Regions from separate parts of the Mus musculus genome. Here regions 2, 3, 4, 5, 6 and 7 are each linked to region 1. The links are chromatin contacts, called in public Hi-C, HiChIP or PLAC-seq and promoter capture Hi-C maps. All regions are on one chromosome and are shown on one strand. The core of a region is the stretch at or near the end of the contact, and the rest is flanking DNA. Distances in the headings are between cores, read along the strand shown. Region 1 holds the start of 2310015A10Rik (RIKEN cDNA 2310015A10 gene). Region 2 holds the start of Rdh11 (retinol dehydrogenase 11). Region 3 holds the start of Rdh12 (retinol dehydrogenase 12). Region 4 holds the start of Zfyve26 (zinc finger, FYVE domain containing 26). Region 5 holds the start of Srsf5 (serine and arginine-rich splicing factor 5). Region 6 overlaps Rad51b (RAD51 paralog B). Region 7 overlaps Rad51b (RAD51 paralog B).

The links. Promoter capture Hi-C pulls out the DNA fragments that hold promoters and counts their contacts. A called contact is a pair of places that touch in the nucleus more often than the background predicts. HiChIP or PLAC-seq counts read pairs in DNA pulled down with a chosen protein or histone mark.
Region 2: a promoter capture Hi-C map of pre-B cells shows a contact between it and region 1, with 11 times the contacts expected there. The contact joins the promoter of Rdh11 here to the promoter of 2310015A10Rik in region 1. A contact is called at or near these places in 21 of 39 promoter capture datasets (the 3T3-L1 cell line, 3T3-L1-derived adipocytes, the C10 cell line and 14 more), 4 of 15 datasets of contacts at CTCF or cohesin (embryonic stem cells, large pre-B cells, pro-B cells and 1 more), 23 of 484 Hi-C or Micro-C datasets (B cells, the C2C12 cell line, the G1E-ER4 cell line and 9 more), 7 of 115 datasets of contacts at active chromatin or transcription factors (astrocytes, bone marrow-derived macrophages, embryonic stem cells and 3 more) and 4 of 9 other capture datasets (adipose tissue, embryonic stem cells, liver and 1 more).
Region 3: a promoter capture Hi-C map of hippocampal neurons shows a contact between it and region 1, with 8 times the contacts expected there. The contact joins the promoter of Rdh12 here to the promoter of 2310015A10Rik in region 1. A contact is called at or near these places in 7 of 39 promoter capture datasets (the 3T3-L1 cell line, the C10 cell line, embryonic stem cells and 4 more), 6 of 484 Hi-C or Micro-C datasets (B cells, the HPC-7 cell line, adipose-derived mesenchymal stem cells and 1 more), 1 of 115 datasets of contacts at active chromatin or transcription factors (large pre-B cells) and 1 of 9 other capture datasets (embryonic stem cells).
Region 4: a contact with region 1 is called in a promoter capture Hi-C map of hematopoietic stem and progenitor cells, with 5 times the contacts expected there. The contact joins the promoter of Zfyve26 here to the promoter of 2310015A10Rik in region 1. A contact is called at or near these places in 23 of 39 promoter capture datasets (the 3T3-L1 cell line, the C10 cell line, the HPC-7 cell line and 18 more), 7 of 15 datasets of contacts at CTCF or cohesin (the NIH/3T3 cell line, embryonic stem cells, hippocampal excitatory neurons and 3 more), 38 of 484 Hi-C or Micro-C datasets (the 3T3-L1 cell line, 3T3-L1-derived adipocytes, B cells and 25 more), 41 of 115 datasets of contacts at active chromatin or transcription factors (the NIH/3T3 cell line, the SCID.adh cell line, acute myeloid leukemia and 27 more) and 5 of 9 other capture datasets (adipose tissue, embryonic stem cells, liver and 2 more).
Region 5: a promoter capture Hi-C map of pre-B cells shows a contact between it and region 1, with 4 times the contacts expected there. The contact joins the promoter of Srsf5 here to the promoter of 2310015A10Rik in region 1. A contact is called at or near these places in 3 of 39 promoter capture datasets (liver and pre-B cells).
Region 6: a Hi-C map of uterus shows a contact between it and region 1, with 2.0 times the contacts expected there. The contact joins the enhancer-like site here to the promoter of 2310015A10Rik in region 1. A contact is called at or near these places in 1 of 39 promoter capture datasets (the SN4741 cell line), 2 of 15 datasets of contacts at CTCF or cohesin (large pre-B cells and pro-B cells), 22 of 484 Hi-C or Micro-C datasets (the AML12 cell line, B-cell progenitors, bladder smooth muscle and 13 more), 20 of 115 datasets of contacts at active chromatin or transcription factors (acute myeloid leukemia, bone marrow-derived macrophages, craniofacial prominence and 15 more) and 4 of 9 other capture datasets (adipose tissue, embryonic stem cells, liver and 1 more).
Region 7: a BATF HiChIP or PLAC-seq map of CD8 T cells shows a contact between it and region 1, with 6 read pairs. The contact joins the enhancer-like site here to the promoter of 2310015A10Rik in region 1. A contact is called at or near these places in 2 of 39 promoter capture datasets (the SN4741 cell line and embryonic stem cells), 2 of 15 datasets of contacts at CTCF or cohesin (the NIH/3T3 cell line and large pre-B cells), 2 of 484 Hi-C or Micro-C datasets (bone marrow-derived macrophages and embryonic fibroblasts) and 15 of 115 datasets of contacts at active chromatin or transcription factors (CD8 T cells, acute myeloid leukemia, craniofacial prominence and 11 more).

What each region holds. Positions count from the first base shown.
Region 1 is chr12:80,130,609-80,134,697 of GRCm38.p6, reverse strand. 2310015A10Rik (RIKEN cDNA 2310015A10 gene) reads left to right here and starts at 1,854. Exons shown (of 3, transcript NR_033514.1): 1 at 1,854-1,971; 2 at 2,739-2,884.
Region 2 is chr12:79,190,120-79,194,208 of GRCm38.p6, reverse strand. Rdh11 (retinol dehydrogenase 11) reads left to right here and starts at 2,354. Exons shown (of 7, transcript NM_021557.6): 1 at 2,354-2,483. The coding sequence starts at 2,419.
Region 3 is chr12:79,206,812-79,210,900 of GRCm38.p6, reverse strand. Rdh12 (retinol dehydrogenase 12) reads right to left here and starts at 1,988. Exons shown (of 7, transcript NM_030017.4): 1 at 1,793-1,988; 2 at 1-60. The coding sequence starts at 1,860.
Region 4 is chr12:79,294,054-79,298,142 of GRCm38.p6, reverse strand. It overlaps Zfyve26 (zinc finger, FYVE domain containing 26), which reads left to right and starts at 1,861. Exons shown (of 42, transcript NM_001008550.1): 1 at 1,861-1,917; 2 at 2,371-2,666. The coding sequence starts at 2,473. Rad51b (RAD51 paralog B) reads right to left here and starts at 861. Exons shown (of 11, transcript NM_009014.3): 1 at 811-861.
Region 5 is chr12:80,943,548-80,947,636 of GRCm38.p6, reverse strand. It overlaps Srsf5 (serine and arginine-rich splicing factor 5), which reads right to left and starts at 2,138. Exons shown (of 8, transcript NM_001079694.2): 1 at 1,965-2,138; 2 at 917-1,061; 3 at 256-326; 4 at 43-141. The coding sequence starts at 1,042. Gm20337 (predicted gene, 20337) reads left to right here and starts at 2,238. Exons shown (of 3, transcript NR_045057.1): 1 at 2,238-2,900.
Region 6 is chr12:79,324,455-79,328,543 of GRCm38.p6, reverse strand. Rad51b (RAD51 paralog B) reads right to left here. Exons shown (of 11, transcript NM_009014.3): 6 at 3,458-3,577; 7 at 1,140-1,323. Among named protein-coding and RNA genes, the nearest start is that of Rad51b, 29 kb to the right of the region's middle. Within about 2 kb of position 2,138, at least 10 of the 459 cell types and tissues checked have an H3K27ac peak or open chromatin away from gene starts, as enhancers often do. A contact at or near this core is called in uterus, where this site is marked.
Region 7 is chr12:79,392,086-79,396,174 of GRCm38.p6, reverse strand. The region is part of intron 7 of Rad51b (RAD51 paralog B); the gene reads right to left. Among named protein-coding and RNA genes, the nearest start is that of Rad51b, 97 kb to the right of the region's middle. Within about 2 kb of position 2,409, at least 10 of the 459 cell types and tissues checked have an H3K27ac peak or open chromatin away from gene starts, as enhancers often do. A contact at or near this core is called in CD8 T cells, where this site is marked.

The sequences.
Region 1 (4,089 bases), core at 605-3,104:
CTATCTGCTCTCCAAAGTGCTTGGAGCGGCAGGGCAAAGCTAGCATGAGCTTGCACGCATCCTTTGAGGTCCTCCTCACATGTTGGAATTGTGACATCAGCCCCAAGCATACAACAGGCCCTTAACAATGTTCACAGAAGAAATTGGCCCCAGACAAAACATGAACTGCATGGGTGGGAAGATGGCACGCTGTCTTCTTACAACTGCCCAACGCATCTGGTTATATCAAATATGATTCTCCCTCAGGCTTCAAGGAAGGGCTGAAACAAATCGGACTCAGTCAGTGAGAAGCCCAGGAGTACCTGGCTAGGGTTCCTAAAGGTGAGGTAGCATTCTGGGTGTGGCTAAGATCTTGGGTCCCAGGGTCTCTTCTTAAGAGGGAGGTCCTGGGTACCAGATGTCTGGACCTTGCCCATTGGTCTCTCTTCTGTTCCCATAGCTTTGTCCTTCAGCCTTTGGATGGGTGGCAATGCTCTGGTCCCCTCTGCTCACCACACCCAGCGCTTTCTTGGGTTCTCTCCAGGACCTTCCTGCTCCCTTCTTCTAGACCCCTCTTTAGAATTTCCACAGAAAGGCCTTTTGTGACAGCTTCCACACAGCCCAGTATAAATCACACATGCTCCTTGATTCGCAGTGAAGCCCTGTCCCAACAATCCCTTCAATGAACTGAAAAGGCCAGGTAGCGTGGAGAGTACACCTGCTTCCGTAACGTACCAGACGTCACCACTGTGCCATGCAGTACACTATAGACCACTGTCTGCTTCCCACTCACGACTGTAGGAACTTCCCGCAGAAGAATACTGTGTTTATTGCTAGTCCGGGGGAAAACCCAGAATTAAAAATTCAACTGTGGTTTCTACTGAATGTATATTATTTATGTTTCACCTTACAGGTGAAATTATGATAAACTGGGGACTGTTTGTAGTTCCCTATTTATGTCTTCTTTCAGTGCCTTAATATTTTCCTCTATAAGAACATGGAAACTTTTCCAAACTGGGCCTGGTGAGATGGTTCAGTTTGGTGAAGGTGATTCACAGGCCTGATGATCTGAGTTTGGTTAGAATCTACAGAATCCACATGTTAGAAGGAGGGAATCCAGTCTTGAAAACTGCCCTGATTTAAATAACTATATAAAATATATACACACATATACATATATGCATATATATTTTATAAGTGAATTAAAACTTTTTCAAGGGGCTGGAGAGACGGATAAGCAGTAAAGGTCATTGGCTACTCTTCCAGAAAACCCAGGTTCAATTCCCAGCACTCACGTGCTTACAACCTTACAAGCTTACAGCCATCTGTAATTCCAGTTCAGGGGATTTAAAAAGTCCTCTTCTGGCCTCAAAGTGCACTGCAGGCACACGGTACATAGAAATACATATAGGCAAACAGCCGTACACTTAAGATTTAAAACTTTCTCAAGTGTCATCTTAGATTTGTGAAATTATCCCGCTAAGTGCCATATGGTTGAGAGCTCCATCAGGGTCCTCTGTGCTCTGTCTGCATACTGTATACTGGAGTGGATGATAGAACCCTGGCCTAAGTAAGTGGGCTGAGCTGGTAGATTCAGGACCAGCGGCCAACAGCAGCAACATTCACCCTGGAATGCCATAAAATACAAACTCTGAGTTGGAGTCCGACCAACAGATGGGAAGACGCCTAGGGAAGTGTGGTGTACGCTTTTGAGAACCCTGTAGAAAGGGTCTCAGTGCCCGGTGGTCCAGGGCAGTTAGGATGGCCCCGCGTGTGCCATTCGGCACACTGGCCAGTGGAGGGCAGTGTTGCCACGCCCATCGAACGACCTCGGCTGCTTGAGCGGCGTGAAAGGCCGGCTGGGGAAGACCGGCGGGGCGGCCGCAGTCTGCTCGCCCGGGCGACAGACGCTCCGAGATGCCGAAGGGCCAGCAGCGGCCCCGAAGCTCCGGGCTGGCCGCGCTGTCGCTCTGCCGCGCCCCGGTCTCGAAGGTTCGCGAGGCTCCAGGGCGCAGGGGAGGAGGCTCGCTCGGGCCGGCCGGGGCAGCCTGCCAGAGAGGGCGGCGGAACCTTGACCGCGGCCCCGGAGGCAAAGGGCAGCCTCCGCGTGATGCCTCGGCGAGCAAAACAAGCCGGCCATCTTGGCGCCCTTAACCAGCTCCTGGCCGCTCCGGGCGCGGCCAGGGGTCCGGCCACCGAGCCCCGCGGCGGGCCTGGGATTTGGAAACCGTAATGCCATGGGCGTGGGGAGGAATTTCTAAGAACGGGAAGAAAACTCGAGGCCCTGGCACGTTCCCTGGGGTGTTTGGAAATGCCATCAGTTAGCCATTAGTAGGCAGGGCCAGCGCTTCGGTCAGTGATTGGATTTGTCCCAGTCGCCTCCTAGTTCTTTTTGCCCTATATTCAAAGAGCTTAAAAGTCATGGGTGGTTGAAGTAGGTCAGAGTGATCACCAGGCTGTTGTTGCCTGGCAGCCCAGTGGCAGGGTCCGAGACAAGGTGGTATTCCAGTAGATGCCCTCGGGCCGTACCAACCCAGGGTCAAGGACTAGCTGCTCCAGTGCTATATGTGATCAGCTCATTTCCAGTTTCTCAATCATTCTGATGTCATCCGAGGGACAGAAGACCCCACGGCTCCTCCTCTTTGCCTAGTTTACACATCGGGGTTGTTCTAGCATTTGTAGTTTTCAGGTTCTAGAATATTCTTTTCCTCTGTCAGCCCCCACTAAGAAGCTTTCTTGATTTCCCCCTTTGTTTCCAGTGAAGGTGCCTCTTCCTGGCTAGCCCACCTACATGCTGTCATCACTGGGCTTCTGCAACTCTCAGTCTTTGTGGCTGCACCCTTCCCTTCTGAATCCTGAGGACCCATGAGTGTCAGGCCCATCATGAAATTGGTCGTCTTACTGGGTACGTAGGTCATGCAGGAACGGGTCCTTGCAAGAGGACTACCAAGCGACTGAATAGGTTTTAATCTGGATTGGGGCCTAGGAGTTATTCACAGGTGTTTTGAACCTTCAGCACAGGAGTATGTATAATGGTGTTTCCTTAAGCCCTGTAATGGAATCCTTTTGTGTGTTTACTGAAAGTTATTCTGAGTAGAACTGTCAGGGTGTGTGCGGTAGGAACCAAAACCATAGGTGTGAACCAGACTGAGAAGATGGGCCCTCAGAGCCCCCTCTGTGCAATTCTGTATGGCTTGGGCTATGGGCAAAGGGAAGACAATCAGGCTGGCAGGCTCAGGACCAACTGAAGACCGGCCTAAGCCGGTGGTTCTCAACATGTGGGTCGCGCCCCCGGGGGGTTTGTCAAAGGACCCTCGGAAGACACAGATATTTACATTATGATTCACAACAGTTGCAAAATTACAGTTATGAAGTAGCAATGAAGGTGATTTTATGGGTTGGGGGTGTGTGGGGGTGGGTCACCACAGCATGAGGAACTGTGTTAGAGAGTTTCAGCATTAGAAAGGCTGAGAACCGCTGGGCTAAGTGCTTGGCAAGACTTGGGGTGTAGGCTGAGGGTCCCAGGAAGAGGCAGGAAAGAAGAGCTTGGGACAGCTTGGAGAAGGTTTATGCCTACGGAGAGATCCTTTCTTGTTCCTTTTAAAAGATGAAACCCAAAGTTGTCCCATGAAGGACTCCTGAAAACCCCTTTCAAGCCTCGGCCACAGATGATCTGCGGAATGCTCATTAAGGGGGAAACAAAGAGGTGGTTTTGTTTATTTATTTAAGGGGAAAAAATAAATGAGCTGTGACAAAACAATTTGAAACCAGGCCCTCTGAGACCTGGGCTTTCACTTCCTTGATGGGAAGTGAAACAGAGAATGAATCCCCCTCCAAATAAAAGTGAAGTTAATAATCAGACAAGCTCAAGCCCTGGCCACATCCTGTGTCAGCTCCCTCCCTCCCTCCCTCCCTCCCTCCCTCCCTCCCTCCCAGGGCTCTCTGTTTATAGCTGCTGAACCCGCCTTCCCAGCCTTGAGCAGGCTTAACTCTTTCCTCCCTGCCTAGGGGAAGCCTCAGTCTGCTCTGACTGAAGAGGCCAGCCTCACAACCTTCAGAGTAGACATGGCTTCAGTAAGGGGATGACTGTCCCCATGTCTGTCCCTGTGG
Region 2 (4,089 bases), core at 1,105-3,604, 940 kb after region 1:
GAGAGGTATTGCGGGATCCTCCGGTAGTACTATGTCCAATTTTCTGAGGAACCGCCAGACTGATTTCCAGAGTGGTTGTACAAGCTTGCAATCCCACCAACAATGGAGGAGTGTTCCTCTTTCTCCACATCCTTGCCAGCATCTGCTGTCACCTGAATTTTTGATCTTAGCCATTCTGACTGGGAGCACCAGGAGTTTTATGTGGCAAAGCCAGAGGAGTAGTGCCCAGGTTATGGATTGTAGGTGAAGAAAAATGACGTCAGCCACAAGGTGGTTTTATCTGTGTCCTTGACCAGCAAAACAGCAGCTGCCACAATACGTAGGTAAGCTGGCCAAGCCTCGTGAGACAGGGTCCAACTTCTTAGGCAGATAGGCACCTGGTCTCTTCCAAGGACCCAGGGTCTGATCAATACCCTTTGGCTATGCCTTTGTTTTCATCTACATACAAGTTGAAAGGCTTGTAGCTGTCTGGCAGGGCAAGTGCTGGGGCTTCAAGTAGTTCATTCCTTGAGACTGAAAAGCTTTGTCCATTTGGGGAGTCCAGTTTAAGACACTCTCCTGCCCCCTAGTGGCCTCGTAGAAAGGCTTTGCAATCTCTGTGAATCCTGGTACTCAGAGACTGCAGGAACTCACAAATTTGATACCAGGTCTTGGGGACTGAAATGTTGAGAATCGTTCCTTTGCTAGCCTGGGATAGCAGATGTTGCCTGTCCACCCCCCCCCCCCGCCTTGGTTTTTCCCCAAGGTATGTTACATCATTTTGGCAGAGCTGCACTTTCCTCACAGACATTTGATATCTCATCTGGTCTAACTCTCTGAGCAAGGCATAAGTTGCCAAACAGCAAGTTTCTTCATCTGGGGCAGCTATGAGCAAGTCATCAATATGCTACTAGAAAGTTATCTGGGTGTGGGCCTGCCTGTATGTATATGTATATGTGTATGTGAATGTGTATATAAATATATGTCTGTCTGTCTGTATATGTATATGTATATGTGTATATGTATATAAGTAAGTATATATCTGTCTGTCTGTCTGTCTGTCTGTATGTATGTATGTATGAAAAATGGTTGGAGCCTTGCTCTATCTGTCACATGTGTGAATGTATGTGTGTGTGTTTATAATTCTTCCCCACCACCCCCTCTCTCTTTTCTTTCTCACTGATCCCCAAAGAGTTGTCTCAAGAAGGCTGAAGGTTGAAGCAGGAAGGAGAAAGCTGCAGCTTTGACAACTCCTGAAGCAGTACTTCACAGCTGTCTGTGTCACCTCTCAGAGACTACACCAGTTTATTGTAGAAATACTGTTAAACATGTATAAAATGAATAAGAAACAGAATACGTAAAAGACTTTTTTCTTTGAGCTGTGAGCTGCTCTCTACATACTAGACACTAAGAAAGCGTTAAATGCTGATGATTACTAGATAATCCAATACTAAATCTGTAAGAATATGTCTTCTTCCCAGGTGCTATACAGTATATGGCTCCAACTTGACTGTGGAACAGGTATCTTCCAATGAATGGAAATTAATTATGCAAATGAACCAGAAACTGAATAGTGAAGGTGGGAAACCACAGACAATGACTTTTAAAACTTGTTAAACATGATAACTCATGTTTATCCCCATGAGGTACACCTCAAAGGAAAGAAAAGTTTGAACAGGGAGTTTGCCTTTTCCCAAAGAAATGTTCCTGGCCTTAGTTCAAGACGGGATTAAACTCTTTGACAAAGTGATAAAACCAACTGTGCCAATCTGAGAAATGCATTGTTTCCTTGAAGAGTAATACATGATATAGTCATCCAAGAAACTATTTTATTATCAAATAACAACCAAGGGCTTGGGAAATTATGAAGGATACTATCATAGATCGAAGTACACACAACCGTGACTCTCTAGGAGGTCTTAACTTGCTTTGCCCCATAGGGCAAAGGTCATCTCTGAGGAAGGACATCTTCCGCCACACCAACTGTCCGACTAACGGCTCCTGCCCTTTGTAATTAACCTCAGAATACTTTCCAGACGCTGTCTCCCAGACAAAATGTAATTTCCTAATAATGATTGGGGAAAATTGAACCAAACACTGGACTTGGGCTCCAGGAGATAGCAAACCCGCGAGACTTCCAAAGAGTCAATTAGTGGCCAGAGGAGTGGTAGAAGGGCTGGCTCAACGATCCCACAGGCCTAGGCCCTGGACCACTGAAGACCATTGCTCCACGGTTGTGTTATTCAACTTTTCATAGTGCTTGGAAGTATACTCTGAATGTATCACCGCCAGGCGGCCGCCAAATCCAGGACTACATTTCCCAGAGGGCTTTGCTCCCTGGCGGTTGCAGTTGAACCGGGGTGTGTCTAGGATCAGAAGCCATAAGTCCCGCTGTCCTCTTTAGAGCATCAACTTCAACTGCGCTTCGGTGGTGCTGAGATGTTCGGATTCCTGCTTCTGCTCTCTCTTCCCTTCATCCTGTACTTGGTCACGCCAAAAATCAGGTCTGTGCGAATGTTGCTTTTTCTTGCCAGGTCTTTTAGAGAAGATAAAAAATCCCTACTGAAGCCCTCTCCCTAGCCCCCGTAAAGAAAGACTAGGAAAGGACTGAGAAGCCCTTTAAGGTAGCAAAGATCTGGAGTTTACTGGACTGTAGGCGAGATCCTGGTGCCCTGGATGTGGGCACGGCCAGACGTCAGACCCCAGGTGGTCGTAAAAGCGCTCCAGGTCTCCATCATCCTGTATTGCTCTTTCTGGCCTACCTTATTTCCTCTAGCACTATTTGCTCTCTAGCTTCGGGAAGCCGCTGAGTATGGCGGGCTTTAGATTCTAACTGTTTTCTCCACTCCCAAGCTTTGAACCAGCCTTTGTCTAACTATTTGTCTCCAGCCCTTGAGGTACTACAGGAGGGTTGCACTTTTTGCTCTCTGAACCCGATGCCAATGTTATCTGGGGCATGCTTCCTTGTTGCCGTTATTCACTTGTTTAGGTGTTTGTGACAACTGAAGGGGAAGATTCATTGTCCTTCGGAGTAGGAACACGTGCTTGTTTGCCCTAATTAGATTACTAGGAGCCAGGAGAAGAACCACGTGGTCAAAGGATGGTTTCTTAATTAAGTGTCAGGTCAGCCCAAACCTGGAGGTGTGTGTAATCACCTGAGAATCAGCGGCAGGCTACCACAAGGGGCAGTCCACTGATTGGTTCTGAGTAAGTCACCAGGAGTGACGGTGGACCAGTAATAAACGCCACCTTCTTTCTGGGCGTGGCCATAGTTCCTATTGGAGCTGAGGCTGTGCCATCCTTCTGTCATTTCTTACCATGACCAACATTTTTTCTTCCAAGACCTACTTCCCACTCTTTTTGCTTTTTCTTCTCTCTCTGGTGGCTACTTTCATTTTTCCCCTCTCCTCTCTGAATACTTACAGCTCCCATAAGTAGGCACACATGGGCCTTGTACTCAGGTAAAAACTTGGGTTTCTTTTTACCACAAGATCTTCATATCCATATAGAATCTCAACAAAACATGAACCGGAGCTACATCCAGTGAAATGTGTCTTAGAAGCGAGCACTCTAAGGACTCTACTATCCCCGTTGGAGCCAGCATGGGAGAGTGGGGCCAGAGCTGCGCTTTCAAAGTTGATTTCTTGTTTTCGATGATGACAGAGGAAGGAGGAAGAGCCAATTCCTGGTCCCCAGGATTTGTCAGTGTTGAAGTTCAGTCTGAAGGGACGTGAGACACAGAGCCAGGGGCCTTGATCGCTGAGGAGAGAGAGGTTCCTTTGGGTACCACAAGTTAGTTTGTCTTAAGTAGTGGCTGCTTGCAGATAACAAGTTTAGTGGAATGGTTGAAATGCTCCTTAAAAACGCACTTCTGAGTCAACAGATCCTTTTAGTCCTAAAATTGAGAAGAGAAGAGGAAAATCTGAGGGTTGTGTTTGTGCTTCATCCATTTGGAAAGGCCAGCAAAGCCTACGCACAGGTGCAAGGACTCCAACCAGACAAACGTATGGATCCTCACTCTGCTGGAACTCTGCTCTGTTGTTGTTTTGTTGTTGTTGTTCTGATATTAATGTGTGATGTCAGTAGTCAAACCCAGGGCTTGGCATCTGG
Region 3 (4,089 bases), core at 739-3,238, 920 kb after region 1:
ACCACTACCTTCCCTGGGATCTGGACATTTGTTGTACAAACTCCACCAGCAAAGAACTTCCTGTCGCCAAAGGAAGGAAAATCATCCACCATTTCCCCAAAGTCACGCTGAGATGCATTAAAGAAAAAGGCCACATAAACCCAAAGAGGGAGGCCTTTAACTTGGAGTTATAAATAAGACTTTATCATCGTTAGAAATTAATTTGCATGGACCACTTTTTGGTTGGGCAAGGTAGTGGCCAGCTCATAGACAAGAATTGAAAGGTCATGTGTCCAGAAGCTAAAAATAGTCACCTGAGCAAGCAGAGAAAATGCTCCTGAGCCAGGGCCAATGGAGACATTCCTTGTCAGATAAAAACGCTATCAGTCTAATCTCTAGACTTCCACGGGTCAGCTTCCTCCTCTGACCCACATTGGAATCACATGGGTGATACACATTAGAGGACTCAATGGTCCTGAGCCCTATGGCTCCAATAGTTACTATAGGAACTAGCAGATAGCATCTGGGTTGACACATTAACTACTTCCCTCTCAGTTGTCTTTTTTGTTTAGAGAGAGAGCATCCTGAGTGACTTTCTGGCACTTTATTATGGATTTTATTTAGGCCATTGGCACACAGAGAAAGCTTTCTTGTTGAAAACAAGACCAGAGAGTCTAGAATACTTCCTGAACATCACTGGATGGCAGACACTGAGCTAGACACTTTCTATACACTGTCTTTTCTTGATATTTTCTACATGCACTGTCTAGCCTAGGCTAGACTTTCTACACCCAATATTTAGACTAGGCTAGACACTTTTCTACACTCATGAGGTCTATCCCAGGCTTGATTTTCTATACATTTTCTGTCTAGGTTTAAACACTTTCTGCACCCAGTCTACCTCCATGCTAAATAGTTTCTGCACTCACTATCTTTCCACATTTTCCATACATATTATCTTTCCATATGCCATTTATATTAATTTCCCCTGCCATTTCAGTATTACTTCTATATTACAAAAACAAACACACACAAGCAAACAAAAAAAACCTCTGAAGCCCAAAGATGTTTAAGTCATTTCTAAGGGTGGCCGGGACCAAGTATGACACTTTGACACTCTGTCCTCAGTATGCCTATCTAACCTTCCTTTGGGGTGGGGGTGGGGTCAGGTCAGGGGGCAAAGGTTCAAGACAGGGTCTCTCTGTATAGCCCTGGCTGCCCTGGAACTCGCTCTGTAGATCAGTCTGTCCTCTAATTCAGAGTTCTTTCTGCTTCTGCTTCCTGAGTGCTCGGATTAAAGGCACGTACAACCACACCTGGCTCCTAACCTTTCTAATCATCAACAAAATTTAAAGCCCCCACATAGAATAGCCATTTCTTGGCACCTCCACAAATCCCCAGTGAATCATTTCCAAAACACTTCTTGAGAGAAGTATCAAGGGAAGAGAGTTTGCTTCCTTTCCAGAGTGCCTAAGACTTGACAAGGAGTCCCTTAACGATGAAGTCCCCATGACACTCACCTCATCTAGGGACAGAAAAGAAAAGGAAAGTGTCAGAGAAACCTAAAGGAATCAGAGGAAAGTGCCACAGGACTCATCTACTCCGCCTTCCTCCTTCCTCGGCATCCGAATTCAAATCAGCCCCACCTCCTCCCACCCAGGTGCTTCCTTCTCGTTTTCTGCAGAGGCATCCAGAACCCCTCCTTTCCTGTTTTTAATGTACTAATCTCGCCTCCGCCACCTTCCCTCCTTCTTCTTTTAGAAGTCAAAACCATCTTCGTAAAGTATCTTTGAGTTGCTGGATTAAAACAAACCTGATGGATGGAGCTGTCAGATACAAGATGGAGAGGAAGGACGTAAGCAGTACCAAGATAAACAGCATCTTGTCAACTTTCTTAGTTGCTGCTTCCCACCCTCAACCTAGCCCGAGGATCCTTCTCTGGCTCCAATTCCTGGCAGCTTCTGTTGGTTCTTGGTTCCTCTCACTCTGGGACACTCAGCAACTGGCTGGCTTAAGCAATGCCCAGAATCTTACTTAAATCCGAGAGCCGCCAGAGCACAGCCTCCTGGGAGTTGTAGTCCTAGAGGGGTGGGGCTTAAGGAAAGATTAGGGCTTCACCTTATATTGGCAGTGAGAATTTGGCAATACTGGAGTTCCTCCTCAACACGCTATTTTCAAGATAGAATATGTTACACATTATCAGCAGGCTTCAAAAAAGCCAGGCATAGTGACAACGTCTTATAATCAACGTATTTGGCAGGCTGAAGCAGATGATCACTTGAGTCTGTAGTTCAAGACTGGCCTAAACAACATAATAAACTGTGTCAAAACAAAACCAAACCAAAAAAAACAAAACAAAGAAAAAAGCAAGCATGCGAACAAACAAAAAAAAAATCCTCCAAGTCCTAATGATGCTTGAAATATGTGTGATTAAAAATGGAAGAGAGATAGTAAGAAGGATGGCTAAGTAGGTCAAAGCACTTTCCATGTGAGCTTGTTGGTATGTGTCCAATCCCCAGGATCCATGTAGAAGTCAGATGTGGCAGCTCAGGCCAGAAGAGTGGCTGCCGTCTGTAACCACAGTAGTCCTACTTCAAAATGGAAACTGGAGCTCAAAGGCCAGGTAGCCTCGAGGAAGTGGAACTGCAGGATCAAGAGGTAGGTACGCACAAACCTTGCTTCGAAGACAAAGTAAAAGGAGTGACCTGACTTTTGAAAACTTGTTCTCTAATCTCCATATGCATGTCCCTACAAACCCCAAAGTAAATTAACAGGGCAGGGAAAGTGGCTCAGCAGGTATCAGCAATAGCAAACAGGCACAGTGACCTGAGTTTGGTTCCCAGGTCCCACAGCCAACTCTCCAAGTGACACTGTGACCTCCACACATGCTGAAGCCTGTGCATTCCTGCACTCTCATGTATATATAACCAATTAAATAAGTAAAAGTTAAAAATAAATAAATGGAAGAAATAGGGAGTGGCTGAAGGTCCTGTGGGGCTGGCAATGTGCTGGTCTTTGATCTTCGTGCTAGTACACAGGTGTGCTTACTGTGAACAATCACTGAGTTGGGCGCTTTTGATTTGGGCATTTTGTGTGTGTTCTTTACATTACACTTCAGTGAAGTTGACACACCCAACGACATGTCAAGCAAGAGTAGAGTGTTTAAGTATTCTCGAGCTAGACTCAAATTCCTGACTCAAATCCCAGCTCAGCATCCTTCAAGCTTCAAGGTCCTGGGCAAGTTATTGAGTCTTTCTGCTGCCTCAGTTTACTTGATTATCCAATGGGAGTGATTATCAGTTGCAAGTCTCCACATGGCCACTCGGGCCACTCACCTCAGATGATTCTCAGGTCAGGTGGACTCAGGGGAGGACACAGCAGTGGGACAGCAGCTTTGTAAAACAGAGATGAGGGGCTACTCTCTGATTTGACCTTTGGTGGTGGTTTGTCAAGTGGAGTCACACAGCTGTGGCCGATGTCACCATGGTCTAGAACATTCTGTAAGAACAGAGCCTACAGAATAAGAGCAAGTGTGAAAACTGTAAATGCCTCTTCCTCTTCTTCCACTCCTCCGCTTCCCCCTCTTTTCATCTTCCAATGACATATCCTGGCATCCAGATGAGAAAAGTAGGAGCCTAGCATGGCCCCCAGTGGTTTCCCCAAAAGATCTTTTGTACAATAATGTGTCCATTTCTAGTCAGGAGCCGTTTGCTGCCACACTCAAAACTGTCCCAGAATGAAAGAATGTTTTTTTGTTTTTGGTGGTGGTGGTGGCAGTAGTGGGTTTTTGTTTGTTTGTGTTGGGTAGGGGAAAGGTTTGAGTCAGGGTCTTACCATATAGCCCTGGTTAGTCTGGTACTAGACCAGGCTGATGTCATATTCATAGAACTCAGCCTGCCTCTACCTCCCAAGTGTAGGATTAAAGGTATGTTATGCCATCAGACCTGCTTGTATCTTGTTTATTCAATAGTAAGTCTTTGTTTCTCTTTTTTCTTTTCATCTTTTTAAATTTTATTTTAAATTATGTATAGAGAAGATATACCCACGAATGCAGGTGTCCGCAGATGCCTTTGGATCTCTCTGGTACAGGAGTTATTTACAGTGGTGAGC
Region 4 (4,089 bases), core at 612-3,111, 840 kb after region 1:
TGATTCTTCTAACGTGACTATCCACAACGTTAGGTTAGGTTACTCAAACACATATTTCTCCACACAAACCCTTCGCCAACCAGTCACTTCCTCTCGAGTGCTATCTCCACACTTTGCACTTATTTCTTCCTTAATCTGATCTGTGCGTTATTATAGTGTATGCTTTTCTTTCTTCCTGATGTGTGCGTAAGCGCGTACGAGACAGAGGAGACAGCATCTCAGACTGAATTTCTGTTAGGCGCTCAATAAAAATAGTGAAGCAACAAAACCCAGCTATTTTGAGGAGGCTGAGGGGTTAATTTATTTATTGGGCCATTATTATGCGCCAGACACTAGTTTTAAATGCTTCGGATGTTTTTAATAAACACACGAACTAGCCAAGGGATCGAGCCAACATTCGAATCCAGAGATCTGACTCCAGATTCCGCGCTCTTAACACCACAAGTTTGACAGTCCCTAAACTTGCCCGGATGCCTAATTTGCCCAAGAGCGGAGGAAGAAGTATCAAGAGTTAGAAAACCTGACGCAAAACTTCCTAATAAAACAGAGCACCTTACAAGCATCACTCGCCTCCCTAGAGGAAGTCGGAAGCTCCAGGACCCCGTCCGGGTTCCAGGGACGAGCCCCGTTACAGAGTACGTGCTCAACACGCAGGACTCTCCGCGACCCCGGTATCAACAGCCACAGGCTCCAAGAGGGAGCACAAGATAATGAACACACCTTCCTCCCCACAACTGCCCCCTCAGAAAACTCCAGTACCAGGTCAGCAGCGTGGAACTTTCAAAGTTTCCCCCACCCTCACACAATTACCCGCGAAAAGTGCGAGCAGCAACATCTGGGGCTCTGGTTGGTTGGTACTCTGGCGACTTATCCAATCAGAAGCAGGAAAATCTCGGGTTAGCCCAGCTGTATTTTGGGAATTGTAGTTCAGTCTCGAAGGTTAATCTAATTAAATTTTTCCTTTGTAGTGATTGCTTAAATCGAGGAGCGGAACCTTTCAAGACGAATGTAGAGGAGGGAAAACCCTGACTGGAAATTCTTTTCCTCAGTGAATCGCATTTTAAAGTTATTTCCTGGGCCAGAGAAGGTTCTTTTGGGGGGCTGAGGGGTTGGAAAAAGGGTGGGCAATATGCCCTATTCCCGTTTTGGGATGAGAGTTTTGTGTTTCCTTTGCACTGTTCAACACATTTAGATGGTGAAAATGTCCGGGAAATACTAACTAAAGCGTCTCAAACTAAAATACATTGAAAAAGAACCACTCAGTTTAGTTGAAAAAATAAAAGAAGTCAAGTAGGTTTCGTATTTAAAACAGCTGCGTTAAGAAAAACTAATAAACTTAAGAACTGACTTGATTACATGATTTGTGAAAAGCCTTTGCTCACTCTTTGTTTTCGTTTGCAACTCCTTTGTACCGACCTCAGTCTTTCGATGGATATATAATTATATATGATATACACACGATAGAATTAGATAGAATAATGATACAGGAAGATCCAGAATTCCTGTGGCTAACCTATCATCTATCACTGGTTGGCACGGAGAAAATGTTGACATCAAAAACAAAACAAAACAGTGGCGGGTACGGAGCGTGGAACACAGATATTCCTGGCCCCAGCTCCCCCGAAATGAATAACTGTGGATGTTGCGAGAAGGAGCAATCATAATTAGGGAGAGTCCTCAGTCCTGTAGCTAGCGGATCTAACTCTTCCTTAGAGTCCCCGTAGCAATCAGGTGGCATCACGTGATTCAAACAAACACGGCACTTGATTTGCATCTTGCTTCTCCTGAGCCAATAAGAGTGGCGCTCTCTTTCGTCATCGCCGCCCGTTCCACCACTCTTCGCAATGGGACTTGTCACCTGACCGGGATCAAACATGGCTGCTCTGGACGGGAAAATGCATTCGACTCCCGGAGCAGGTGAGTGTAAGGCGCAGGGAAGATTGCGAGGGTGCTGTCCACGACCCCGCTAGGGGGAGCATCCCTGTCCCCCAGCCTCCCGGCTCCACAGTTCAGTCCCAGATTGATCCCCTAATCTTTAGCCTCTGTCTTAACAGAAGGCTCTAACCAAGGGAGTTTTCATCCTTACCAAGGCATCCACCAACCTAGAGATTTGTAGCCTGACAAAATGTTCAGGAGGGAATGCGGAAGTAAATGTATGTGTCTGCACCCCAGGCTAGCAAAAATATTAAGATTGTTATATGTGAGGTCTGCGGTAGAAGATGAGGTACACCCCTTAGAGAAAGAGACGGCTCTCAAAAAGAGATAGTAACAGGTCAAATTAAACCCAAAACAGTCATTAGAAAAGTAAGTTCTGCCGTTTCTTTTCGGGCCAGCAGCTGGTGGTTCATCTAAAGTTTCGTTTCTTCTCAGCTCGTGTGGTGTTTCTAGGGGGTACTTCACGGATGAGAAAATTGAGAATGTATTTCGCGTAACGCCTCTATTTTCTATCTACCTGCACTCTGTGCTGGGAAAATGAGTTACCCATTTGGGAAAGAGGAAACCGCTACAGAGGAGGAACTTTTTGAGTTTTTCTGTGAGTGCCTGCGGAGGGGAGACTGGGAGTTGGCACAAGCATGTGTACCTCAACTACACCGGGGACAAGGAGAGATCCCCCAAAAGGTGGAGGACATACTACAGGCGCTGGTGCAGTGTCCCATTCTGCTAAGGTAAGCGATCCCCGCTCCTACCAGGATCTAAGAGAGGAAGATAGTGGTTCAGTGTTTGTACTCTAGTCTGTGTGTGTGTGTGTGTGTGTGTGTGTGTGTGTGTAGGTTTTCGAGACAGGGTTTCTCTGTATAGCCCTGGCTGTCCTGGAACTCACTTTGTAGACCAGGCTGGCCTCGAAATCCACCTGCCTCTGACTCCCGAATGCTGGGATTAAAGGTGTACACCACCACGCCCGGCTGTACTCTAGTCTTTATGGCCCCCCAGTCAGCTACTATCTTAAAAAGTTAGCAGACGGGGAACACATTTCAATATTCTGATGTTTTATCTGTGTAATGTATTTTACATCTAATGTACTCCAATGGCCATGAATTATGCTCTGCAGCTGAGTTTAAGCCTGACTACCAAAAGGATCCTGAATATCATTTCTTGTTTATTATCCATAGAAGATGGCTTAACTGCATTTTGTCTCCAAAAGACAAACCCTGTTCATTCCTCTTGCTTACGAGACTGATGATGGTGTTGCTCTGACAAAGAGTTGAAAATGCATTGACTTAAAATGTTTTATTGTGAAATAATCATAGACCCACAAAAGGCTGAAGTACAATAGAGTTGGCACAAGCTTTTTCCAGCTTCCCCAGTTGTGACATCTCATTCCAGCTGTGTGTGCTAAAGCAGCAAAACCAGGAAAAGTGCATTACTATAAAAAAAAAAAACTATGCAGTTTTATCCATTCAGGGGTTGATATACGCCCACTGTAATAAAGATACAGAAGTTCTGCACACTACACATGAGTCCTCTCACTCCTTGCTACTCTACTGTATGTTTGCACTATGACCCCTTCTTGCCTCATGAGAACCACAGTTCTCCATCCTAGATCTTATATTAAGTTCTTTAAGGTGTGTACTACTGCCCAAACTACTGACTTAAAGTAAGGCTTATGAATTCCTATAACTAAATAGTTATAAGTGAATCGCTATGAACTCCCTTTATTCTTTTATATTTGATTCATTTTCTGTGTTCAAAAGTACACTTAGGAGCTGAGTATGGAAATTTAACCCATGCATCTCAACTGAGGCAGGAGGCTGGCCATGAGTTCAGGGCCATCCTGGACTACAGTGTGAAACCCTATCTCAAAACAGTGAAGGACAGTGTGTGTGTGTGTGTTTCAGATAACCTTCATTACTGTGATTTTCTCTGTAGGAATATACTTAAAAATAAAACTAAGTCAGGTGTGGGGAGGCTATGTCTGCAGCTCCAGACACTCTGAAAGATGAAACAGGAAGATTGCCTGAGCCCGGGAATTCTATAGCATAGCCAGCCAGCATAGCAGCACTGCAGCTACAAAGCTAAGATACAGTTGGATAAGGTGCAGGCATTAATGCAAGCTGGAAGTTATGGGGCTCTGTTTTGTTGAACTGTTAC
Region 5 (4,089 bases), core at 889-3,388, 810 kb before region 1:
GGACCCTAACCCAACCGTAACAGCCAAACCCAAACCACATACCGTCTATCATTTCGAGGTCTGCGACTGCTAAAACGGTCGGAGTATCGTCCTCTACCTCTTCCACCTCGAGACCGAGCCCGGGCATGTTCAATCGTCACCCTACAAAGAGGTAAAAAAAGCATTCACACACTACACATGAGAGCACTTACATATGCAAATGTCTACTCTGCTCTACTTCCCTGGGAGAACTACTTATAAACCAATCATGCTTACCTTTCACTGCAAAGTTCCTTCCCATCAAGTTCATAAACAGCATCATCTGCATCCCTTGGGTCCTCAAATTCCTAAAATGTAGCAGTAAGAGTAGAGCTTTTGGACGTGCATGCATTCTACAGCACATTAAGATCATGGAAGCCGAGCGTGGTGGCGCACGCCTTTAATTTAATCCCAGCACTCGGGAGGCAGACAGATTCCTGAGTTCGAGGCCAGCCTGGTCTACAAAGTGAGTTCCAGGACAGCCAGAGCTATACAGAGAAGCCCTGTCTCGAAAAACCAAAAAAATAAAAAATAAATTTAAAAAAAAAATCATGGAAGTGTTAAGATATACCTTACACTCAGATACTATAACCCTAAGCTAGGGATGACTGAGAATCAACTCCAGCCAGCAGTTACTTTAACTTCTTAACAGAAGCCACTGCTTCTTGGCCACTTCTAACATCTTTCTGGGAAAACAATTCACATGGACTCAGAGTCCATGCTCATCACAAGAGCTCTACCCACTTTGTTTTTTTTTTTTTTCTTTTTTTGGAGACAGGGTTTCTCTGTGGATTGGCTTGCCCCTGCCTCCCAAGGGCCAGAGACCAAAGGCATGTGTCACCACCACAAAGTTACCTAACTTCTCGACAGATAATTCAACTCAGTTTCAAGTACTTACCACAAAACCAAAACCTCTTTTCAAGTCAATATCTCGGATCCGTCCGTAACCCTTGAAGAATCTTTCCACATCTTTCTCCCTCGCTGCTGGATTTAGTCTCCCAATGAACACTCGACAGCCACTCATGATGCCCGGCTAGTGTTTCCTGTTAGGCAGTAATTGAATCGAGACAATATCAACGATTGACACCATGGGGGTGGGGGATGTTCAGTCAAGCAGTCAAACACACCCCACGTTTACCAACTCTACTAACAAGGTCGCCATGTACCTTTTAAGTCGTTCACGACCACCACATTCAAATTCCAAGTTAAAACTTAACTCTCCAAAAGACCCCCTTCCCAGGTTCCACACGGCAGCCCACCACAACGCCAGTAGCCACCTTTCTAGACTGCGCAGCCGCACACGCTGTCCCCGGATCCCGGGGTTCCCCTCCCATCTGCCGCAGTTAAGGCCAGGCCGAGAAATGCGGGCGGAGCCGAGCCCGCCCTCTGCCAGGCCTGGTCCAATAGCAGCCGGCCGCGCCCGCGTCGCGGCCTCCCCGCGCGTCACAAGCCGGAATCTCGCGACGCCACCACCGAGCCTGCGCAGTGGGCGACGGGGCGCGTTCGCAGCACAAAATGGCGACGGCCGAAGTATGCGGCGGGGTGTGGGGGGGGGAGGAGCGTAGCGAGCCGAGCTGCGTGCCCCCGAGACACGGGCAAGCCCGGGGCCCAGAGCGCTGCGCCTGCGCCGGCCCACGGGGGGAAACCCTAAGCTGCCCTGGGCCAGGCCGGCTCCCCGGCGTCCGGGCCTCGATGAGAGCCATTAAGGGCGGCAGGGAGGGGCGCGCTGCTTCCCGACACAAACGCCCTCCCCACGCCCGCCCTTCCGCCTCGTGTCCCCCTCACGCAACACCCACAGGGAGACGTGCCCCAGCGCCCACCTCAAATCAACTGCGCTCTCTGAGTCGCCGTCCTCCGCAAAGAGCGAAGCCCCGGCCACTTGCGACCCGAGCGGCCATGAAGAAGCCTCGATCCGAGAAGCCTTGCCCTCAAAGCGTGCCACTCACCTACCGGACAGGGTCTTTGGCGGCTGAGACCCCGGAGAGGTCCGTAGTCTGCGACGGAGCTGTCTGCCTCCCTACACAAACACACACACAACACACATACACACGAACCCAACTCGTCTACAGTCTCTCCACAACTGACGCACTTAGCAGCTCGGACGTTGCACAAAATGGAAGGGACGTCCTGGCGTCACTTCCGGGGCGGTGCCAGAAGCTCGGGGACCGCCCACTTGGAGCTGAGGACAGACGGTTCCTGGGAGCCGGAAGTTCTAGTAGGGCGGGGCTTCCTTACCGCGACCCCTGGCGAGAGCAGTGGGTGGTGGGAGGACTAGAAACGTTCGTTCAGTTGGCAGGATACACCGGGACACTTCTTTGGATACGAAAAGATGTATTTAAACTTTTTCTTAGGTCCCTCGAAGATTACCAAGAAACCCAGGCTTTTCAAAAATCACCTGTTTCTTTTAAAAATTCATTTACATAGTCGGTCTCGCTAAGCAGTCCTGGCTAGCCTTGAGCTCAGCGATCCAGCCGGTCCGCCTTCAGTGTGATAGGATTATTGGCCCGAGCACCAGGTCCAATTCTTTCTTTCTTTCTTTCTTTCTTTCTTTCTTTCTTTCTTTCTTTCTTTCTTTCTTTCTTTCTTTCTTTCTTCCTTCCTTCCTTCCTTCCTTCCTTTCTTTCTTTCTTTCTTTCTTTCTTTCTTTCTTTCTCTCTTTAGCCTCTTCTGCAAATTGTACTTATCAATGTCCTTCAAGAGAGGGTTCTTAGCCGGGCGTGGTGGCACACGCCTTTAATCCTAGCACTTGGGAGGCAGAGGCAGGAGGATTTCTGAGTTCAAGGCCAGCCTGGTCTACAGAGTGAGTTCCAGGACAGCCTGGTCTACACAGAGAAATCCTGCCTCGGAAAAAAGAGAGAGAGAGAGGGTTCTCTGAGGCTCAAGTAAGTGAATTCTTTCAGTGTTGTGGTTTTTGTTCTGATCAGCCTAAGGAACTGAATTGTTTTCTACTAAAGGAGAGATTTCACGTGGTGAAATAATGAAATTGGTACTGTGGGTAAAAAAAAAAAAAACAAAAAACGCTCCTATATATTGAATCCCTAGGGCCAATCTTGGCTCAGCTAGCTGGGAAAGATTTCAAGTTGTTTCTAAATCCAACTGGCCATTGTCCATTCCTTTCTGTCCAGGTCTCAATCTCAATAGTTAGGTGGACGGTGGTAGCTTCAGCCTTTAATCATCTCTGTGAGTTCCAGGCCTACCTTATCTACAAAGTCCAAGACAGCCAGGAAAACCCTGAGTCAAAGAACCAAAAAAAAAAAAAAAAAAAAAAAAGAGTCGAAATCAACAGTTATTGAGAAATAGAGTTTATGCTTCCAGCATGGATGTAATACACAGCAGTCCACATCGGTAACTCTATCCAGCCTTCCCCAGTGAGGTTGGGAGGTCTAGAAACATTGACAATAAAGACTGTTGTTGTTGTGAAAAAGGCTACTTCTCTTTAATATTTTTATCTGTAACCTAAGGCATCATCTAGATTTTGAGATGTACCTAGAATAGAGTCACACAATTTCAGCTAGGGTCACAGGGATGAACTGATAGCTCAAGAAGGAGCAGAGCAACCCTGGGTCTGACCTCATTCACGTGGAATAAGCTTGTCTATTCAGTTAACTATGCAAATAAAAACAGCATCAGTGGACCCATTAAAAAACATGTAGCGGGCAGTGGTGGCGCACTCCTTTAATCCCAGCACTCGGGAGGCAGAGGCAGGCGGATTTCTGAGTTCCAGAACAGCCAGGGCTACACAGAGAAACCCTGTCTCAAAAAAAAAACAAAAAAACACTTGTATTATCCCAGAAATGTCTGGGGGTGGGGGGTACTCTCTTTTGGATAAATATTTTCCCCATGTCATTCTTTAGGGGCAAGGGCATCCTTTCCAAAGACATTCAAACAAATAACATATATGTAGTAGAGGAAAAGAGTTACAGAGATCACAGATTAAGAGAACATTTATTGTCCATCACAGACCTGCTAGCTGCCTTCCTCTCCCCAGAAATCGGGTTACACCCTCCCTGAAGGTGTTAGGAGTTGATAAGAAAGCTTACTGTAGCCAGGCATGATGGATAGGTATGTTTT
Region 6 (4,089 bases), core at 889-3,388, 810 kb after region 1:
TTTAAATTTTTCTATTCTACTTGACCAGGAACAATTCAAATATATCATTTTAAGTAGCTATTAAAAACATAAAGATAACAGTTCTCAAGATAAACTCTGTAATATCTGATTTTAATCCAAACTATAAATTTTAGAGTCATGAAAATATGTAGAATGTGTGTGTGTGAACTTTCTCCGACTTCTCGCTTGGCTTTACAAATGAAAGGCTACATGGTGACTCACATAATTTGTATATATTCTTTATGATACAAAGACACGAGATCTTAATTTCTCCAAAACAAATAAGAACCATAAAGTCTCAAGCAAATTTTATGTCAGGTTAAGGAATTTCCTTGTCTGGGTGGGAACATGGCTAAGACTAAAAAGCCTGGAAGAGTGTGGTAACCCATACCTGTAACCCTAGCACTAAGGCAAAAAGCAAGAGGGTCTGGGGGGAGGACGGTCGGGCTGGACAGCAGGATGCTGTCTGGAAGAAATCAAAGCAAGCATAGTAATACCCAATGCTCCTGAGGCTGCAGAACAAGTTCAGCCTCCCACATGTAGCAGAGTGGGGTGTAACTTAATATACATCTCTGTGTTGTCTGCTGTGCATCTCCAACCCTAATAATCACCCCTCAGACTTCCTGATCACAATGCCCACCACAGAAAACCATTCCAAGAGCTCCTTTAAGGTATTCTCTGTGCCATTTCCATTCATGGTTGACCTCTGCCCATTGGAAACAAACCAAAACAGCGCTGAACAGGGTAACCCATGAACAGAGCCTAAAAGATCTAAGTTACAAAACCCACAGGATACACCGTCGCTGCAAAGAAAGTTCGCAGAAACAGACCCAGGCCGCTCTTCGAGTCGTCCCACGTAACAGTAATCTCAGCATGACAGACGTGACACAGAACTCACAGAATGAGTAACCCGTGAGAAGGAATGAAGGAAGGGACGGTGGGAACCGCCAGAAACACTTAAGTCTGTCCCGGGTCATGTTATAAAAGGGGACATAACCAGCAGAGAGGGTGGCTTACGAAAGCAGTTACTTGCCATAGCAATCCAACTTTAGAAGTCAGATGTTTAGTCTTCCCTAAGTATATCATCTGATACTGTAAGGTCATGACCTTAAGAGAAAAGAAGGAAAAGGGACACTTACTGGGATTGAAAACTCCCCTGCCAGGTACTTCAGTAAGGACGCTCCTTTGCCCAAGAACTTGTTCCTTTCTTTGATGTTGCCTTGAAGCTTCGGGTCAAACTCCTTTCTGACCACAGAAGCAATGGAGTCAACAATCACAAGCTTAACTCCTTTCGAAATGATCTCTTCCTCCAAAGACTCAAGCCTGTGAAAGTAGAATTTGTAAAATAACAAACAAGTGTAAGACACGAACTCTTTTTTATTTTTCTTTTCAGAAGGAAAATAGAAGAACACTGTATTAGGGTTTGAGAGAAAAGCCAAAACACAAGTTGGGCAAGCTGTAAATCCTGGCAGCTGCTGGGAGGAGGGAGCCAGTGAAGACTTAGAGTGCAATGGAGGTCTGCAAACATCTGTGAGGGGAAGAGGGCGTTAGAGCAAACAGCCTGGAGGTTGAGAGCAAACACGCTTAGGACTCTGGTTGTTCTCCAGGTCAGAGACAGAGGTGGGGAAAGGACAGCCATGCTTTTGGAGTTAGAACTCAGGAAAGCAGGCAGGCCTAACCCTGAAGATCTGTAAGTCACTTCAAAGACATGACTTTAAAAAGTGAAGGGGCTGGAGAGACAGATGGCTCAACAGTTAGGAACACTTGCTTCTCTTGAAAAGGACCAGGGTTTGGTTTCCAGCATGTACGTGAGGGTTCACGCCCATTGGTAACTCTAGTTCCAGGGGACCCCACCCACTCTTCCAACCTCCAAGGGCACCAGACATATAAGTGGTATACACACAAACATGCAGGCAAATACTCATACTCATAAAATACAAAATAAATAAACCTAAAACAACAACACCACCATGCTGAAAGGGTTAATCAGCTTTAAAATAACAACGAGCCAGCTCTGGTAACAGAGATCTGTAGCCCTCATTAATCAGGAAATTAAAGAAAGAAGTTTGCAAGGTCAAGGCTAAACTGGGCTACAGTGGGAGTTGTTCAAAACCATACTGGATAACATAGTCTGTATGTTATCAAAATAAAAACTTAAAAAAGTGCTGAGAGGAGCTGGAGAGATGGCTCAGTGGATAAGAGCGCTGACTGCTCTTCCAAAGGTCATGAGTTCAATTCCCAGCAACCACAGGGTGGCTCACAACCATCTGTAAAAGGATCTGATGTCCTCTTCTGGGGTGTCTGGAAACAGCTACAGTGTACTCAAATAAATAAAATAAATCTTTTTAAAAAAAAAAAGTGCTGAGATGCAGCTCAGCCCTTGCCTGACACACGAGGCCCTAGGTTCAAGCCCAGTAACACACATGCACTTGCTCATGCACTCATGTGTGTGCACACACACACACATACCACACACACACACACACACACACACACACACACACACAGCGATGGCTGTAAAATTCAGCACACATAACTTAGTTCACCACTCCTATCACATTGCATTCTTCTGGAAATATCAACAGTGTTTTCATGTTGCCCTACAATACTACAAAAGCTGTAATTTTACAGGAAAGCTACTTGTGTAGCCAGTCTAAAACGGCCTCTAAAACAGCCTCCTCTTATTCCCCTATCCTGGTGTGTCCTATCTTTTTATGAATTTCTACATAAATGCCTTCCCATACTACACAAGAGTTGGTCTATGTGACAAGTGCTCATGACAAAATGGTGATGCTCTTATTCCAGACAGTGGGGGTGAAAGACTACACTTTCCTTGTGTAAAGAAAGGACGCCTTCCAATGGTGCACGAGTGAGCTTGGGTACAGGCATACCAGCCCACTGGTCAACAAAACAACAGCTATCCTGGACAACAAGCAAAGCAGGAGAGCCAGCTGAGCCACTTCCAGAAGCTCACTCGCCAGAAAATAAGTATTTGCTGTTCTAAGCTGCCACATTTACAGGTAGTTCACTAACAAAACAACTTATAATTAATAAGCTACTTAGATTCTAAAATATTCACTGATTTTTTTTCCATTTTAAAGAAACATTTCAAAAAAACTACAATGAATGAAGAAGGCACAAATTATTATTTTTTTTAAAGATGTATTTACTTTATGTATATGAATACACTGTAGCTGTCTTCAGACACATCAGAAGAGGACTTCGGATCCCATTACTGATGGTTGTGAGTCACTATGTGGTTGCTGGGAATTGAACTCAGGACCTCTGGAAGAGCAGTCAGTGCTCTAAACCATTGAGCCATCTCTCCAGCCCAAATTATTATTTCTTTAACTCCATTATATAAGAATTATTTTACTAAGAAGCTGAAAACGGGGAGGAGAAAACTTTCAAAGCATTACTAAAATATAAGATGTTTTAGTAATGTGAAACCGCCTACCTTTGTAGAAGCCCCTCACAGGTGAGCTCTCGGCAAAGATGAACTCTACTGCTGGTCAGAAGCAATTTTTCCTCAGTGTTAAAATATTGTGGAAAACGAGATTCCGCAATCTCAACCAGTCTATGAGAGAAGGGAATAGCATACAAGAGAGAATAGTGAATACTAAAAGAGAGAGACACTGCTGAGTCCCCAACACACTCCACATGGGAAAGTACTAAGACGTATCCGTATGTCAGGCGTAAGCAAAAGGCTCAAAACACCAGTTTGGAATACACGTGGCCTCTGTGAGAATTATCAGAGGTTGGCTATCAAGGGTTCTAAGTCTCATCAAATTTCCAACAAGCAACAATATTCCCAAGATTTTATTTCTGGAAATAATGTTTACAGATAACATTTTCATAGCAGCTACTTTTACATATTAGAAATGTTAGAAAAAGCTTTCAGTTGCTTGAATGAACAAAGTCTGTTTCAATAAGTATGGTACTGTTTCCTAATAATAACATATCTCAGTTGCCTTGTCTCTTCCTAGAAAATATGCTTTCTCAATTAAAATTTAAAGCTATTTAGTAGTTCCTTGGTAAATAGGAAATTATTGTTTAACCAAATTAATGCTATCCAGTTACTTCTTGTTA
Region 7 (4,089 bases), core at 1,160-3,659, 740 kb after region 1:
GGGTAGGGGAACTGAGGGTGGGAAGATGGGAGTAGGTGGGTGGGTGGAGGAACACCCTCATAGAAGCAGGGGGAGGTAGGATGGGATAGGGGGTTTCCAGGGGCAGGGGAGAAAATGGGAAAGAGGATAACACTTGAAATGTAAATAAAGCAAATATCCAATAGAGAAGGGGAAAAAAAAAAGATGAGCAAGGGTAAAAGATGAGGCAGAATTTGAGGAAAGGGCCAATGACTAGCCCAGCTTGAGACCCATGTCATGAAATGGAGCCCACCCCTGACATAATTAATTATATTCTTCTATACTTGCAGACAGGGGTCTAACATAACTATCATTAGAGAGAGATAGGTTTCACCCAGTAGCTTATGGAAACAGATGCAGAGACCTACAGCCAAACATTAAGTGGAGCTTGGGGAATTATGTGGAAGAGGGAGAAGCAGGGGTCAAGGACACCACAAGATAACCTACAGATTCAACCAATCTGAGCTCATAGAGACTGAACTGTTGACCAGAGAATACATACGGGACTGACCGAGGCCCTCTCCATATATGTAACAGTTGCATAGCTGGGTCTTCTTGTGGAACTCCTAAAGCAGGAGCAGAGACTGCATCTGACTATATTGCCTACCTTTGGATCCCCTTCTCCTGACTGTAATGCTTCATCCAGCCTGAAAAGAAGAAGATGCACCTAGTCTTACTGTAACTTGATATGCCAAGGCTGGTTGATATTCATAGGAGGCCTCCTCTTTTCTGAAGAAAAGGGTAGGAAGGCTGGATAGCAGGGGCCACTGGAAGGAGGGACTGGAAGGTAGGAGAGGGGGAAGCTGAGATCTGGATATAAAATAAATAACTTAATTAATAAAAAAAAAGAAGAGAGTATGGGATATTTTGGCCAAGAAGATAGAGACCTCAGTCAACATGTAGAGCATCACACCAATACTCTATAAGTCGGACCCTAACAGAAAAGCCTAAATGGGGCCTACAGGAGTGACTCTCAAATGTTAGCATGCCATCAGAATAGCTTAGGGTTTATTAAAACTCACACTTTTGTGGCTGGAAAGTTGGCTCAGTGTTAAAGGCAACTGCTGCTCTTGGAGAGGGTGAGGGATCTGTTATAAGCACGCATACGGTGGCTTACAACCTCCTGTAACTCCAGTTCTAGGGTACTGATGTCCACCTTAAGCCTCCACAGGCACACACAGGTGGTACACAAGCATACAAGTAGACAAAACACCTCTATGTATAAAATAAAAACAAACCTGAAGGAAAAAAAAAAACTTAACCATGTAACCACTGAATATGTGCAGAATTAACATTATACAGGCAACACTACTGTTGGTTTAATATTTCAAGTTTTCTCATTTCAAGATCCTTCTTGTTGACATAACAATGGTGCATACCAAAATTTAATCACATTTAGCCAAGAGAACAAGAATACTTTACTTCATCCTAAAAATAGTACTAGATAGTGTGTACTTTTAAGCCCCTCAACCAACATTTTCTTGTTCCTTCACAACTATAAATGACCAAGATCTCTTTTAGAATTCAGTTAAGACAGACATTGATTCCAGGACAGCCAGGGCTACACAGAGAAACCATGTCTCGAAAAACCAAAAAAAAAAAAAAAAAAAAAAAAAAGACAGACATTGAGTGTGAATTTTTGTGTGAGCACATCTAATAGCTACCATATAGAATTAAGATCAAGATTTCTGGTATTTATAGTTTTCAACTTTACATCATAAAAAGTACAAATAAAAAGAGTAATATTTCTTATCTTGATTAAACATTTCTTGACAGGGGCTAAAGAGATGGCACAGAGGTTAAGAGCACTGTCTGCTCTTCCAGATATCCTGAGTTCAATTCACAGCAACTACATGGTGACTCACAACCATCTTTAATGGAAATCTGATGCCCTCTTCTGGTGCGTCTGAAGGCAGTGACAGTATATGCACATAAATAATCTTTTAAAAAAATTACTTGACATTGTGAGAAGCCTAACATAAGATTTTTAATAAACATTCAAAGAAAATTCAGTAAATACCAACTTCCCTAGGACCCAGGGGAATGACTGAAGTTAGCCAAACAGCATCTATACATTAATGCACGGTAAATACAACTAATAAATAAAGAGCAAGCTTGGTTCTTCTGACATGCCTGCTTGATTTCACAGCATTATCTTCTCAACGGCTGCAATATGATCACCAAGGTTTTGATGAAGTGTGTAAAAAATGAGTAACATTTCCTGAAAGGTTTTTTTTTTCCCCTTTTAACCTCCTTTTGACTTCAGAAATGTATTTAGAAATGAGTTCACAGGAATGGTTTCTTGCAAAACAGAAAGGCATGTTTGAATAGCAACATATACAAATGATTCCTGTTGCATCAATTTTTGGCCACAGACACTCTCTGTTTCTTAGTAGAATGACAGAGAATAAGATTAATTGTGAATAAGTAGAGAATACACTACCAGAAAGAACACAGCTTAAATGCAGAACTCAATTAGTTTCGCTTGCTATTTGATGAGTAAATTTCATTTACTGCTTCCTGCCCAGAGGTGGGTTAACACCACCCTGAAGACTGTACTAGGTAATTGCCAGCACAGTCTAGACCACTGCCCCTTTGTCTTTCTTTCATCCATTTTTAAAGATTTCTTTTTTTTTCCTTTCTTTCAAAACAGTTTCCCTGTGTAGCCCTGACTGTCCTCTGTCCTAGAACTTGCTCTGTAAACCAAGAAGGCTTCAAACTAAGAGATCCACCTGCTTCTGCCTCTGCCTCTGCCTCTGCCTCTGCCTCCTCTGCCTCCTCTGCCTCTTTCTCTGCCTCTGCCTCCTCTGCCTCTGCCTCTGCCTCCTCTGCCTCCTCTGCCTCTGCCCTCTGCCTCTGCCCCTCTGCCTCTGCCTCTGCCCCTCTGCCTCTGCCTCTGCCTCTGCCTCTGCCTCTGCCTCTCTGCCTCTGCCTCTGCCTCTGCCTCTGCCTCTGCCTCTGCCTCTGCCTCTGCCTCTGCCTCTGCCTCTGCCTCTCTGCCTCTGCCTCTCTGCCTCTGCCTCTGCCTCTGATTCTGCCTCTGCCTCTGCCTCTGCTGCCTCTGCCTCTGCCGCCTCCGCCTCTGCCACCTCCACCTCCGCCTCCACCTCTGCCTCTGCCTCCCAAGTTCTGGGATTAAAGGCGTGCACCACCACTACCTGGCTCCCTCCTTCCTTCCTTCCTTCCTTCCTTCCTTCCTTCCTTCCTTCCTTCCTTCCTTCCTTCCTCCTTCCTTCCTTCCTTCCTTCCTCCCTCCCTCCCTCCCTCCCTCCCTCCCTCCCTCCCTCCCTCCCTCCCTCCCTTCCTTCCTTCCTTCCTTCCTTTTTAAAAAAAGAATCCTTTGAAGCTGAACATTCCTATTTATATGGAACAAACAAATAAACAAACAAAACCCCTATCTCAGCTGGTCATCATTTTGCCTCTGGAATATCACAATCTCATTCTAGCCTCCCTTTCTAGAATTACAAAGTAAATATTTGGAAATAATCATATGACTCCTTATAGGCAAGTCCTTCATTCTTTAGCCTGGCCACATGGGGCTGGGGGAATCCCCTACTGCCTTAGCTATTGTCATATAGATGGACTTGAGGCTCATCACTGATAGAATGTGACAATCGGAATAATCTGATGCAGAATTTGAAAGGCTGTCATCACCCTTGCTCTAGACACTCTATAAAGGTAGTCCAAGATCACAATGCATTTTTGTAAAGGAACATGACAAAGTTGTTCATGCTGAGTTTTCAGTTAAGTGAAAAATGTCAGATCTTTCTTTCTACCACTACATCTAAATCATCCCTGTGTTGCAAAACGCACAGGACTATATACATTATTACATTATAGGCTCATCCTCAAATTTTATATTGGTCAAGCTCATCAGCTCAGCATTTTTACCCTTTTGGATTCCCAAGTATGTATCAACTACAAATCCAATCAACACACAGCTATATTTTCTTAACTCCTTATTCATAACATTATGTAACAGGAAAATGGAGAGAGAGTCCTGTACTATCTCTGAGACCTTGTTCCAGGCTAACATAAGTCTGTTACTGCTTTCATGTGGTTATTCAACCA